Linked DNA regions of Pan troglodytes: region 1 is linked to region 2. The links are chromatin contacts, called in public Hi-C maps. All regions are on one chromosome and are shown on one strand. Each heading gives the region's core, a stretch centred on a gene start, on an enhancer-like site or on the middle of the called end of the contact. The rest is flanking DNA. Distances are from core to core; before and after follow the strand shown. Region 1 overlaps AUTS2 (activator of transcription and developmental regulator AUTS2). Region 2 overlaps AUTS2 (activator of transcription and developmental regulator AUTS2).

The links. A called contact is a pair of places that touch in the nucleus more often than the background predicts.
Region 1: a contact with region 2 is called in a Hi-C map of induced pluripotent stem cells, with 3 times the contacts expected there. The contact joins two enhancer-like sites. A contact is called at or near these places in 2 of 7 Hi-C or Micro-C datasets (induced pluripotent stem cells and stem cell-derived neural progenitor cells), 1 of 1 datasets of contacts at active chromatin or transcription factors (stem cell-derived excitatory neurons) and 1 of 1 other capture datasets (stem cell-derived neural stem cells).

Annotation. Positions count from the first base shown.
Region 1 is chr6:79,311,342-79,318,107 of NHGRI_mPanTro3-v2.0_pri, forward strand. All of the region lies in intron 5 of AUTS2 (activator of transcription and developmental regulator AUTS2), which reads left to right. Among named protein-coding and RNA genes, the nearest start is that of GALNT17, 440 kb to the right of the region's middle. Within about 2 kb of position 4,955, at least 20 of the 24 cell types and tissues checked have an H3K27ac peak or open chromatin away from gene starts, as enhancers often do. A contact at or near this core is called in induced pluripotent stem cells, where this site is marked.
Region 2 is chr6:78,792,634-78,798,927 of NHGRI_mPanTro3-v2.0_pri, forward strand. All of the region lies in intron 4 of AUTS2 (activator of transcription and developmental regulator AUTS2), which reads left to right. Among named protein-coding and RNA genes, the nearest start is that of AUTS2, 560 kb to the left of the region's middle. Within about 2 kb of position 4,223, at least 3 of the 24 cell types and tissues checked have an H3K27ac peak or open chromatin away from gene starts, as enhancers often do. A contact at or near this core is called in induced pluripotent stem cells, where this site is marked.

The sequences.
Region 1 (6,766 bases), core at 3,705-6,204, 520 kb after region 2:
AAGGCTGGCAGGCTTTTCTAACATTTTGCTGGATTCAGGGTCGACTTTATAATCTACCAAGAATATCCATGTGGCTGGGTGCAGTGGCTCACGCCTATAATCCCAGCACTTTGGGAGGCAGAGGCAGGAGGATCACTTGAGGCCAGGAGTTCAAGACCAGCCTGGGAAACATGGCAAAACACCATCTCTAGAAAAAAATTTTTTAAAAATTAGCCAGATGTGTTGGTGCACACCTGTGGTCCCAGCTACTCCCAACTACTCAAGAGGCTGAGGTAGGAGGATCACTGGAGCCCAGCAGGTCAAGGCTGTAGTGAGCTGTGATGGCACCACTGCACTCCAGCCTGGGTGATAGAGCAAGACCCTATCTCAGAAAAAAGAAAAAGAAAAAGAAACACCCTTATTAGGAGACCCAAGCTATCCACTGTCCAGGTTCTGACCCTGTCTGGAGGGATTCTTTGCAGTAGGTCCTCTGTAAAGATGTCGTTCCCAGCCAGGCACGGTGGCTCACACCTGTAATCCCAGCACTTTGGGAGGCTGAGGCGGGCGGATCACGAGGTCAGGAGATCAAGACCATCCTGGCTAACACGGTGAATCCCCGTCTCTACTAACAATACAAAAAATTAGCTGGGCGTGGTGGCGGGAGCCTGTAGTCCCAGCTACTCGGGAGGCTGAGGCAGGAGAATGGTGTGAACCCGGGAGGCGGAGCTTGCAGTGAGCCAAGATCACACCACTGCACTCCAGCCTAGGCGACAGAGCAAGACTCCGTCTCAAAAAAAAAAAAAAAAAAAAAGATGTCATTCCCTAGTAGAGATGGTACAAACCACTGTCCCCACTTTATGGGACTGGTGTCATTTTGATGTTCATGTGGTTATTTTCATTATTGTGGTGATCCCCACTGGGAGAACCCAGTAGAAGGCAAGGCTATGGCCATTGTGGCCCTAATAGACTTTTATTTTGTTGGTCTCCACGGTAATCAAAAGAAGTGTGTCATCTGTAATCATAATAGACAACAAATATATCCTCCTTACTAAGTGCCAGGCACTGTTACTGACAAAGGCCCCAAGAGGTGTGGCTCCTGTTATCTCACTTCCTAGATAAGGAAACTGAGGCAGGGAGAGTGAAGAGATTTACCCAAGCTGTCCTGGCTCAGAAATGGCAGAGCCACGATTATAAACCTGATGCTGGCTCCGGGGCCCAGCTCCAAACCTCTACCCTGAAGAACAAGTAGAAACTTGGATTTTCAGAGCTTGCAGAACCTTTAGAACTTGAAAAGAATGGAGACTTCCATAGTTTCAGAAATAAACCAGGCATGGTGACATCCTTCCCGAGGCTAGTTGGAGTTATCACCCTCCTTCAATCACCTAGTGATCTTTTAAAACTACACCATCCATAACGAAAGGTTCGAGGAAATTCTGGTGAAGACTTCCTCTTCCTTTAAACCACCTCAAGAAGCACACAGCACATGCGCTGTTAGAGAGTGCCTGAACTTCATTATATTTAGGAGGGGGAGCACAATGAAATTAATGAACTTTCTCTGTATAAAACGCTTAACAGAAGACTAGAATTTCTAAGAAATATTTTGCTAAAATATATTTAGCTTAAATCTGGTAATTTGTGGTATAAATTGAATCCCATCTCAGATTATAATTTTTAAGAATTTGCAAGTATAGGCCAGACAGAGTGATTCATGCCTGTAATCCCAGTACTTTGGGAGGTCAAGGTGGGAGAATCACTTGAGGCCAGGAGTTTAGGACCAGCCTAGTCAGTATAGCAAGACCTTGTCTGTACAAAAAATAAAAATTAGTTGGGCGTGGTGGTACACACCTGTAGTCCCAGGTACTTGGAAGGCTGAGGCGGGAGGATTGCTTTAGCCCAGGAGTTCCAGGTTATAGTGAGCTATGATTGTGCCACTGCACTCCAGCTTGGGTGACAAAGTGAGACCTTGTCTCTTAAATAAGTTAATAAATTAATAAGAATTTGAAAGTATAGATTGACTTACAAGAATTTCCCTTTGTTTTTAAACCTAGTTTAAATCTTTAGACGTATTTTTGAGATTTGAGGAAGAAGGCTCCATATTTTAACATAGCTTTACATTTTTTTAACTGATTAATCATAAACTTGGCTAAGATCTTTGGGCATATATTAAAAATTATTTCTGAAATCATTAATCTAACACCAGAGTGGAAATTGAGTCCACATTCTTGCTCTCTGCTTTCTATTAGAAAGGGTTGCCGCTTTCTAAGACTTGTTCTCCTTAGATTGGGTTCAGAGGCTAAAGGTGATGTTAAGAAGCCATTAGTGTTTAGTATGTTAATCCACCTCCATGTAACAGAAAAGATAGCTTCCAGCCTTTGACTTGGCATCTTTATATTAAAACTCCAATAAAAGGAAATTAAATTTCTCAAGGAAAAAAAAAAACCAATCTTCCTGATTATTGAAAGCCCTCTGACCTGGATTCAGTCCCTAATATATGGATTATCGAATTTAGTCTTCTTTCTTCCTTCTTCCTACTTCTGACGCTGTTGTGTACCTGGTCCCCTCCAATTTTGACATTCATTCCCATCCCCGCTTCCAGAAAGCATAGGGAATAGAGCAGTTTGGAAACCAGTCAGAAATGGGCTCATTCGTGAGTCTGGAGGGAGGATGAGAAATGGAGCAGGTCACAGTGGGTGGTGTTCTGCAACCGGGCCAGCCAGGGGACCCTGGGGAGCAGCACTGGAGGTGGCCACAGTGGTCAGAGGCTTGGCTTTTGGCGTTCCCAGGTTCCTCTTGATGAGAGATCATCAAAAGATCTGGACACATGCAGATCTGGCTGAGGCCGTCATCTGAGGCCTAATCCCTGGTAACCATTGATGACAATTTTTTTTTTTTTTTTTTTGAGATAAAGTCTTACTCTGTTGTTTAGGCTGTAGTACAGTGGCATGGCGTGATCTCGGCTCACTGCAACCTCCACCTCCCAGGTTCAAGCGATTCTCCTGCCTCAGCCTCCCAAGTAGCTGGGGTTACAGGTGTGCACCTCTACACATTTTATTAGTAGAGACGGGGTTTCGCCATGTTAGCCAGGCTGGTCTCAAACTCCTGACCTCAAGTGATCCACCTGCCTCGGCCTCCCAAAGTGCTGGGATTACAGACGTGAGCAACTGCGCCCAGACTGATGACAATCTAATGCAAGGCATGATAAATGTCAGAAGTGCCACCTAATGAAAGCACCCTGGAGGGCCAAGTGGTTTCAGCTGGTCAGCTAAGCTGCCATGCCGTCGTGCTCTCAGTTTACCCTGTAGGGGATGGTGCAGGAGCTCAGGCAGTTTCTTCCCTGTAACACCGATTTTACTAGAACAACAAGATAAGAAAACTGTTCCATTTTGATTGTTCCAAAAGAAACAACCTTTTAATGTCTTCTCTAGAACATTTCATGTCCGCCTTTGAGCTATCCTGGTATTGTCTAAACAGCTTCAGAATGAATGCCGCCTCGCTGGAGGACCACAGCTGGGTATTGTGACATCTTGTAAGCAACTGGAAAATCCATCTCCAAACCTATACCTTCTGAGATGCCTTTTCTTTTGACTTCTCAGGAGGCAGTGGTAGAGAAAAATCACTGTTACCTATCTTTTTAAAAAGACTTGTATAACACCACATTGTGCTACCAGTTTGGGGGAGGGGGTGATGAAGCTAGAGAGAGAAGGCTTCTTATTTCCAAACTTAGAGGCTAGAGGAGGGGGAAGTATGCCATATAGCAAGCACCCCCACCTTTTTTTTTTTTTAACTTGAGAGGTTTTTCAAGAGTGCCATGAAATCAAATAGTGATAGACATGCAACTTCAAAGAGGCAAGGAGTGGCCATCATTACTTTAAACCAGTCTGCATGTCATTCATATGTGGTGTGCATCTCTCCCAACCCCTGTTCTCTTCCTCTCTTCCTCAGCCACACTCCAGGTAACGGTGGCACTGGGAGGGGACTTAGAACTGAAGTTTTCCTCTCACCCCACCTTGGTGTGCCCACTGTACTCCACAACCCTACCAGTTGCAACCTAGGCCTTGCTTGCCCTTTTTCTTGTACTAGGAAAATTGCAGCAGCTTTTCCTCTGCACCAAGGAGGAACCTTGTCAAGCTGCAGGTGTGGAATTAAAACTCCAGATGTTTTCAGAGGGTTTCCTCGCCCCGGGTGTGTTCTGGTGGGAGTGGGTTGCTCAGGGGAATCTGCTGAGTGCCTCATTTCTGGCCATTCAGTCCCCCACACCCTCTGGGGGCACTGCACTGTGCTCTAGGGGATACAGACACGATACATGTTAGGATGATAGACATAACTGCTGCCCATGTAGCGAGGCTTTGCCATTGCTTTCATTCTTTCCCTACAATCGGTGAATGCCAGGGGAAGCAACAGGCTCCACTTTTGTGGATGCAGGGTGTGCACGTGTCAGAGGGTGTGAGGAGTTGGGAGGAGAGGATTTGTAAGTGGCCAGTTCATGCTCTTAAGTTATTCATCAAACCGAACACACTGCGGTCAGTCGGCTGTGGTGGGGAAGGAGGTTAGGTGAAGACCTTTGTGTTCTGAGACCCAGACCGTGATCCCCGTCTCCATTTTCCACAATGCAATGATTATTTTGTATTGAGCGCCTACTATGTGCCAGGCCTTTTACATACATGACTTTCCCACTGAGCCCTCACAACCGCCCAGAGAGCCTGCTCTTTGCAGATGTGACTGGCTTGGTGGCAATTCAACCCCAGGCTGCGGGCCTAGTGGCCTTTCCCTGCCATGGCGCAATCTTGGAAGCGGCAACTGCGGGGAGGGCGAGGAGCGGTGCAGTTTCCGCCGCGCCCGCCCGCAAGGAAGGCAGCCGGGGGGAGCCGAGGGCTCGAGCCGCGGGGGGAGCAACAGCTGTCGATGTCGCGCCTGGGGACCGCGCCTCCGCTGGGCCGACCCGGCGCCGGGGACGAGAGGAGGGGCGGCGAGGGGCGGGGCGCGCGGGGCGGGACGGAGGAGGGGCGGTGGCACCGGCGGCTCGGGCTCGGCGCGCCGAGGAAGTCCCGTTCCGAGAGCTGCGAGCGTCTGGAGGAGGCGCGCTCGGCGCAGTCGGGGAGCGAAGTCCGGAGCAAGGGGCCCCCGCGTAGCCGCCGCCCCCTCCTGCTACCGTCCAGCCAGGGAGCCCGCGGCGGCCGCCGATGGAGTTCACTTGAGCTGTGAACCGGCGGGAGAGGCAGGCGCCGGCAAGCCGAGCGCGGGCCGGAGCCCAGCCAGCCCCGGGCGCTCACCCGCCAGCCCGCAAGCTCCGGCCAGAGGCGCCGCCGCCCCGCGCCCCGCCGTTGCAGCGCCTCCTGGGCCGCGCGCCGGCGAGATCCGCACAAAATCCAGACTCCCGGAGCGGCTCCCTCCAGCACCGCGGCGGGCCCAGGACCAGGCAGCCCGCGGCGCGGCTGGAGAGGCGGGACCGGCTGTCGGGGAGCCCCGGGCGGCCGCCGGGGAGAAGCCGCCGCGCGCCCTCCTCCTCCTCCTCCCTCTCCCTCCTCCCTCCCTCCGCACATGGTCTCCTTTGTCCTGTCGCCGCCGCCGCCGCCTCGCTCTTAGCTCCGCGCGCCGCGGCGGCGGCTCAGGCCGCTCTTCTCCGCCTCGCCCTCCCGCCGGCCGGCCCGGGACGCGCCTTGCTAGCCCCCGCCGCGCCAGCCCGGCCCCGCGCGCCGCAGGAGCGGCGGGGAGACAGTGGCGAGCGCGGGCCGGGCGATCTCGGCGGGCGCGCTCCTCCCGCCGCCCGGGGCCTCGGCCGCGCTGGATGTGTGCGCGCGGCGCCGGCTCTCGGTCGCCCCGAAGCTGTTGCCCGGTTCGGATCTGGTTCGGCGCCTCCGCTCTCGGACTTTGGCGAGGAAGGAGCCCAGAGACTCTTGTGGACAGAGCCGGGTCGAGAGTTGGGCGTTTTCTCTTCGTGTGTTTTGGTGGATTCCCCCCTGGTCTTTGACGATCGCCCTTCGGGAGTCCTGCTAAGGAACCAAACCATGAACTTGGGGCTGACCGGACCGTTTAACCCTTTGCAACCAGGTAATGAAGCCCCCGGGGCGCGGCTCGCTTGCCTACCTCTCGCGGTCGGAAGGGAGGCGGCCGGGTCGGGGGTCTTTTGTTGCGGCGGCCGGGCCGGCGGGCAGGGGTGGCAGGGGCGGGCTTCTCCCGTCTGGCGCGCCCAAGCGCCCCTTCGCTACCCCTCCTCCCTTCTTTCCTCCCCGCTCTGCGGCCCTGTCGCCCGCCTTTGTACTTTCCTCCCTCGGCCGGCCGGGCTCGGCCGGAGCTGCGCGGTCGTGCCCGGGAGGGCCTGGCGTTCGCCGCCGAGCTCCGATGTGAGGAGGGGGCCGGGGCCTGCGTCCGCTTGAGCTGGGGGCCCTAGCGTGGCGCTGCCCGCTCCTGGGGTCGCGCTTCCCCAGCGCGGAGGTCGGGATCCCGGCCCGCACCCGGTGCCAAGGGAGGCGAAAGGAGATCTGGGCTCGGGTTCGGCAGCGGGAGAAAGAACTCGCGCTTAAGTTTCCAGGAGGTTTCTGTTTTGTTGTTCGAAAGCCCCCCTTCTCGCCTGTGCGGGTGCGGAGGGCGGCCCCCGGGGTCTGCGTCCGAAGGGAGTGAGGGTGGGCCTGGAGCAGGAATCGCTGGGTCCCACCCCGTCTGCACGCACGGCTTTTTATAAGTTTTCCTTATTCTCCGCGTTCCCGCCTCCAATCTGTTTCACTTACTTAACTTTCCTTTAAACGCCAACTACGGCTTCTAGCAATATTTTTTTTACATCCAAAAAAAA
Region 2 (6,294 bases), core at 2,973-5,472:
TTTTACAGTTTACATGCCTCTTTTTTCTAGGCATTTAAAAAATATACAGAAGTACAGTCTAGACTGCACATGTGTATATATTGATGACAGTGACATTCTCTCGGAATTTATATTAATGTAGTGCACAATATATTTGAAGTACATTTGGCATAAGGACGTACTAAGTCACAAGACTTGTTTGGGGAATGTGATTTCTTTGGATAAAATTAAATTCCTTGAACTTGACAACTAATCAGGCTGAAAAAATACACTTGAAGCTTTCTGATACATTATTAAGGAAGTTACAGAATATCCATGAATTTAGTTAGCTTTACACTCCAGTGGTACTCCTGAGTATTTTGTAATTGAACTCGTTGATCTTCAGGTGTGAATTGATTCTTCAGATCTGTGACCATCAGTCTGTCTACAAACATTTATGCAGGCTCTCTGAGCAAGATGCCTTTCCTCACGGTGGTTTCTAAACTCTCCCAATATTTTCAGCTGCCTGGGTAGGAAGCATTAGGGCAGACACCCAGGCTGGAATGCAGTGGTGTGATCTTGGCTCACTGCAATCTCTGCCTCCCAGGTTCAAGAGATTCTCCTGCCTCAGCCTCTCGAGTAGCTGGGACTACAGGCGCTGCCACCACACCTGGCTAATTTTTGTATTTTTAGTAGAGACAGGGTTTCACCATGTTGACTGGGTTGGTCTTGAACTCCTGAACCTGAGGTGACCTGCCCGCCTTGGCTTCCCTAAGTGCTGGAATTACAGGTGTGAGCCAGTGCACCTGGCCTGCTCTGCTTTTAAAGAAGCAGAATTTGTCTAGATATTTTTGAAGAACATTATGTAATAAAATAGCAGTAAGAGTATGAATTCTCGATATGTATTGAAAATTAGAGTCTTTAAAAGTCTTGGTGTTTAGAAATTAATATTAGTTTTAATATGACTCTTTAATAATGAAGAATATAAAGTTCTCTGTGTGCTGGTGAGAGGACTTTTTATTTTTACTCCTGGAAATACATGATTTGTACCAGTCACTTGTGTGGCCATAATATTTTTGCCCTGAATATTAGGTCATCATTTCCTCTTTATTGTTAGGTAACCCAGAATGCTAGGTATTCTCTAACAGAAGAAAAAAAAATTGGTTTGCAGTCCTGGTAAGCTGTTGGAGATTTTAATAATCCCAATAAAATATTTCCATTTTTCAAATGTGTTTAGATGTCCTTGGCAGATTTAGATTAGTTACATGAGATGGATAGAAAACAGGCTCAGGGCTTAGGGTTTATTTTGATGATTTTTAAAATTTGTTGAAATAAGAGTTGTTTTATTTAAGGAAAAAATAATATTTCTGGATTAAGTATTTCAAATGCGTTATTTTTGGAGAGATGCTACAGAGCTTATGACAAATGATTATTAATATTTTATTTTATTTTATTTTTTTGAGACGGCGTCTCGCTGTGTCACCCAGGCTGAAGTGCAGTGTCGCGATCTTGGCTCACTGCAAGCTCTGCTTCCTGAGTTCACGCCATTCTCTTGCCTCAGCCTCCCGAGTAGCTGGGGCTACAGACGCGTGTCACCACACCTAGCTAATTTTTTTGTATTTTTAGTAGAGACGGGGTTTCACTGTGTTAGCCAGGACGCTTTTGATCTCCCGACCTCATGATCTGCCTGCGTCTACCTCCCAAAGTGCTGGGATTACAGGCATGAGCCACCGCATATGGCCTATTAATTCTTAAAAACAATTGTGACCATGATATTAGCACCTAAAGCACTATTCCTTTTCTTAGCCTTGGGAAGACTTCATGGTCATGAATACTATTAATTTGATTTTTTAAAATTATGAGTGCCATATGGCTGTAGAATGCAGAGGTTTCATGAAATATATTCAGTGAGAACCAGAAGTGATTTACTAATGCCTCAAACTCATTTAAATATCTACCAATTCAACATATAAAATTGTCTTCACGAGAAACATTACGGGGTATGATTTTGTATTTGATCATAATGCTTGCTAATTATTTCCTGTTAGTATTACTGGTAAAATGGGGGTTGGCAAATTCTAGATAGTGATGCCACATATGTGTGGTGTGGGTTACTTACAAAACTTTATTTGCTGCTTAATTTTGTAACATTGCATCATTCCCTAAATAGCCTCAAGATCCAAATACAATTGCAGTAATACTTGCTGAAAATTGGAAACTATTAAAAACATTCATTTGCTGGGAATCAGGAGAGGGGAGGGAATTTCAAATAATAGAGGTTTTTTTTTAATTAAAAAAAAAACTCACAAAATCTTTGATCCACTGTCTCTCAAAAGGCAATTTGATAGCTAAATGCAAGTATTTTTTTTTTTTTTTTTTTTTTTGAGACAGGGTCTTACTTCTTCGCCCAGGCTGGAGTGCAGTGGCATGATCTCAGCTCACTGCAATCTCTACCTCCTGGGCTCAAGCGATCCTCCCACCTCAGCCTCCCAAGTAGCTGGGTCTACAGGCATATACCACCGCTAATTTTTGTATTTTTGTAGTGTTGGGGCTTCACCGTGTTGTCAAGGCTGGTCTTGAACTCCTGAGCTCAAAGCAATCCGCCTGCCTTGGCCTTCCTGGTGGGATTACAGGGATTACAGCCACCGCGCCTAGCCTAAATATGTTAATAAGTTTTAAAGTTTTATATTATTTCCATTTCTATTTTGGTAGTAAAGGTAAATGAACAAGCATTATAGATCACAGACATTTATGTTAAAAGGTCCAAGCTCTTTGAGATGGGATATACTAGGGGCACGTTATCTTCTTTTTTTTTTTTTTTTTGAGATGAAGTCTTGTCCCCCAGGCTGGAGTGCGGTGGTGCGATCTCAGCTCACTGCAACCTCACTGCAACCTCCACCTCCCGGGTTCAAGCGATTCTCCTACCTCACCTTGCCGAGTAGCTGAGATTATAGGTGCCTGCCACCACGCGTGGCTAATTTTTGTATTTTTAGTAGAGACAGGGTTTCACCATTTTGGCCAGGCTGGTCTTGAACTCCTGACCTCGTGATCCACCTTCCTCGGCCTCCTAGAGTGCTGGGATTACAGGTGCGAGCCACCGCCCCCGGCCGGGGCACATTGCCTTTATAACTCTATTTAATTCCCTTGCTTGCACACTGAATAGATCTAAATGACTGGGGAAAAAGTAAAAACATAGTCTTTAGTCCCTTTCATTGTGGTAAATTCACTGAATGGTAGATGGAAATTTCAGCCTTCTTGGGTCTACTGCCAGGTTCTGTAGTTATTTGTATGTCTCATGGAGAAATCCTCATTGATTACACTGTATGGCTAAACTGACTTAAAACAGATAACTGAGCCTATTTCAAAATTGAAAATTCTTTAAAATGGAAAGTTAGTACTCTGTTGTTCCCAAACTGTTGGATTGCATGCCATTTTCCCAAACTCACAGACATTGATAAGATTTCAGGCAAGGGGAACAAGGAAGGGGTCACAGTGGAAGCGAATTCTTCCCCTTTTTCTGACTGTGTTTGCCCACCTGTCCTTTACCCTTTGCAGTTCTATTCTGAGAGGAATGTGAGGAAGATGGGAGCCACTGCTGCTAGACTGTTGCCATTAACCAGCTTTCATGGCTTTTGTGGGAGCCTCCTTTTCATTAGTATTTGCAACATGTTCACCAGCAAAATGATTATGTTAGGCAGAGACATCACATCACTTACATTTCATAGCTCAGTGCAATTTTCATAAACTGCGAGGCAACATCCAAAAAAAACATGACTCAGAATTAGAGTTTCAGAAGATTATTATATAGACATTATTTCCCTCAGGTCACGGGCTTTAGTCAAATTTGGAGGAGAATGAAATTGCCAACAGTGAAAAGCAGACAGAAAGGTATGAGTTCATGAGCAGAGAAATAACATTTTCATTTGTTCCTTCCCCATGGGAAAGATTCAGCATTCCGGTAAATGGAGACGGTTATAAGAAATGAATTTTTGTCAGCAGGGATGTGATTTTAAGGCTCACTTATCCATTGGCAATCTAGATTTCTAACCCCAGGAATCTGGGAAATTGCTACAGAATGTAGTCTTTATTATAAACAAGTTTTTTTTTTGGGGGGGGGGTAGTTTTTCCCTCCTTCTTTTCTTGGTCAGAGCTTTTTAAGACGAAGGACTACATTTCTTTCTGCATTTCTGGGGTCAGATGACTGCAGATTTCCTGTCTGCCCTGAGTTTCTCTCCATTGCTGTTGCTTTGTGATGGAAACCCTTTCTTTCCTCCTCACCAAGCTTCCCTCACTCTGTCGTTGCTTTTCCTAACCCCCTGTGTTTAGCCAGCACGACACTGACAGTATTGAAAGCTGCAAACTTCCTATATGGCCATGGAGTGGTGGATCTATGGCCTGATCTCTCTGTTCCCCAGCATTTACAGGATGTCTTGTGCTGCTGCTGATTCTATATTCTCAGTTCTTTTGTCTCTGTGGACCTGAAAGAGCAAGGCAGGAAATACAGCTTTCCAGGTAGCTCTCATTTTACCAGGTATAAAGAGCGAGGATTTGCAAGGTTTCTGTAAGGTAATCCCAGACAACCTTCTTCGTAATTAAAGAACGTTCTTTCATGGGAAATTTTATTTTCCTTCTTCGATTTCATCAGATGCTTCTCAGCCCATCACTCATTCAGATTCTATGCAATGGTTCTTTTTCTAGCTAGAGTACATCCTTGAGAGTAGAAAATATTTCATATAATCTAAACCCTTCATTTCTAGAGATGCAGATAGATTCTGTAACATTAATCTCACCTTTATATTTTTTCAATTTTTAATAACTTGAAAATATGTATATCTAATGCCTTCTTTCCCTATGCACTTTTGCTTATTTTAATATTTCTCAACACCATAAGCTATTTGCCCAGCTGCATCCTTATTAGACAGTGCTATTGCCTGCCAAAGCTTTTTGAGAGCAAATTGCATTGCCTTCATTATTATTATGTCTACAATATAATGATTATGAAACATCATTATTATAGTTGATTAATCAATGATAATTGATGACTCTCAGTTCATAGGATTTGGCCCATGAAATTCATCACAATTTGTAAACTTTTCTCCAAACCTTCAAGGATTCTAAAAGGATTGATTTTGCTGCAAAGTATATGCAATTACATTTTTTGATACCTAGTAAGTAGTAGTGGTTGAGGATTCACTGGCCTGGCCAGAGTGAGAGTGTATACTAAATGTCTGTGGGATTTCAATTTCTTCCTATTGAATTCTTTTAAGATGTAGAGTCTCTTACCACTGGGAGTTTGGGGAACTTCGCACAGTGGCTCATGCCTGTAATGCCAGTACTTTGGGAGGCCGAGGTGGGTGGATCACGAGGTCAGGAGATCGAGACCATCCTGGCTAACACAGTGAAACGCTGTCTCTACTAAAAATGCAAAAAATTAGCCAGGTATGGTGGTGGGTGCCTGTAGTCTGAGGCAGGAGAATGGCGTGAACCCGGGAGGCGGAGCTTGCAGTGAGCCGAGGTCGCGCCACTGTACTCCAGCCTGGGCAACAGAGCGGGACCCCGTCTCAAAAAAAAAAAAAAAAAAGAAAGAGAGAAAGAAAATGTTGACGGAAGGCATTCTATCTCAGTCTCTGCAATGAGCCATTCACATTTTGTGGAATCCTTTCTGGCATTAATTGGGGGACAGAAACAGCATCTGGCATATTTACATGACAGTAGCATGTACTTGTCTTTTATATGTCATTCATTCGTACTTCCAATAAGTTCTTTACTAATATGAGCATACATTGCTTTATTGTGCTTGGCAGATACTGTATTTTTTACAAATTAAAGTTTTGTGTAAACCTTACATCAAGCAAGTCTGTCAGCACCGTTTTTCCAACAGCATATGCTCACTTCATGTCTCTGTGTGACATTTTGGTAATTCTTGCACTATTTCAAACTTTTTTATTATAGTTATAACTGTTGTGGTGATCTGTGATCAGTGATCTTTGATGTTACTATTTTAGTTATTTTGGAGTGACATAAACCTCGCCCATATAAGAACAGTGTGTGTTCTGTTTCACCAACCTGCCTTTCCTCTCTCTCTCTCTCCTTCCCTGGCCTTCCTATTCCCTGAGACACAACAATATTGAAATTAGGTCAGTTAATAACACTACACTGGACTTTAAGTGTTTGAGTGAAAAAAGAGTCTCATGTCACTCACTTGAATAAATCAAACTCTAGAAATGATTTAGCTTAGTAAGGAAGGCATGTTGAAAGCCAAGATGGGCTGAAAGCTAAGTCTCTTGCACCTGTTGGCCAAGTTGTGAATGCAAAGGAAAAGTGATTAAAGGAAAT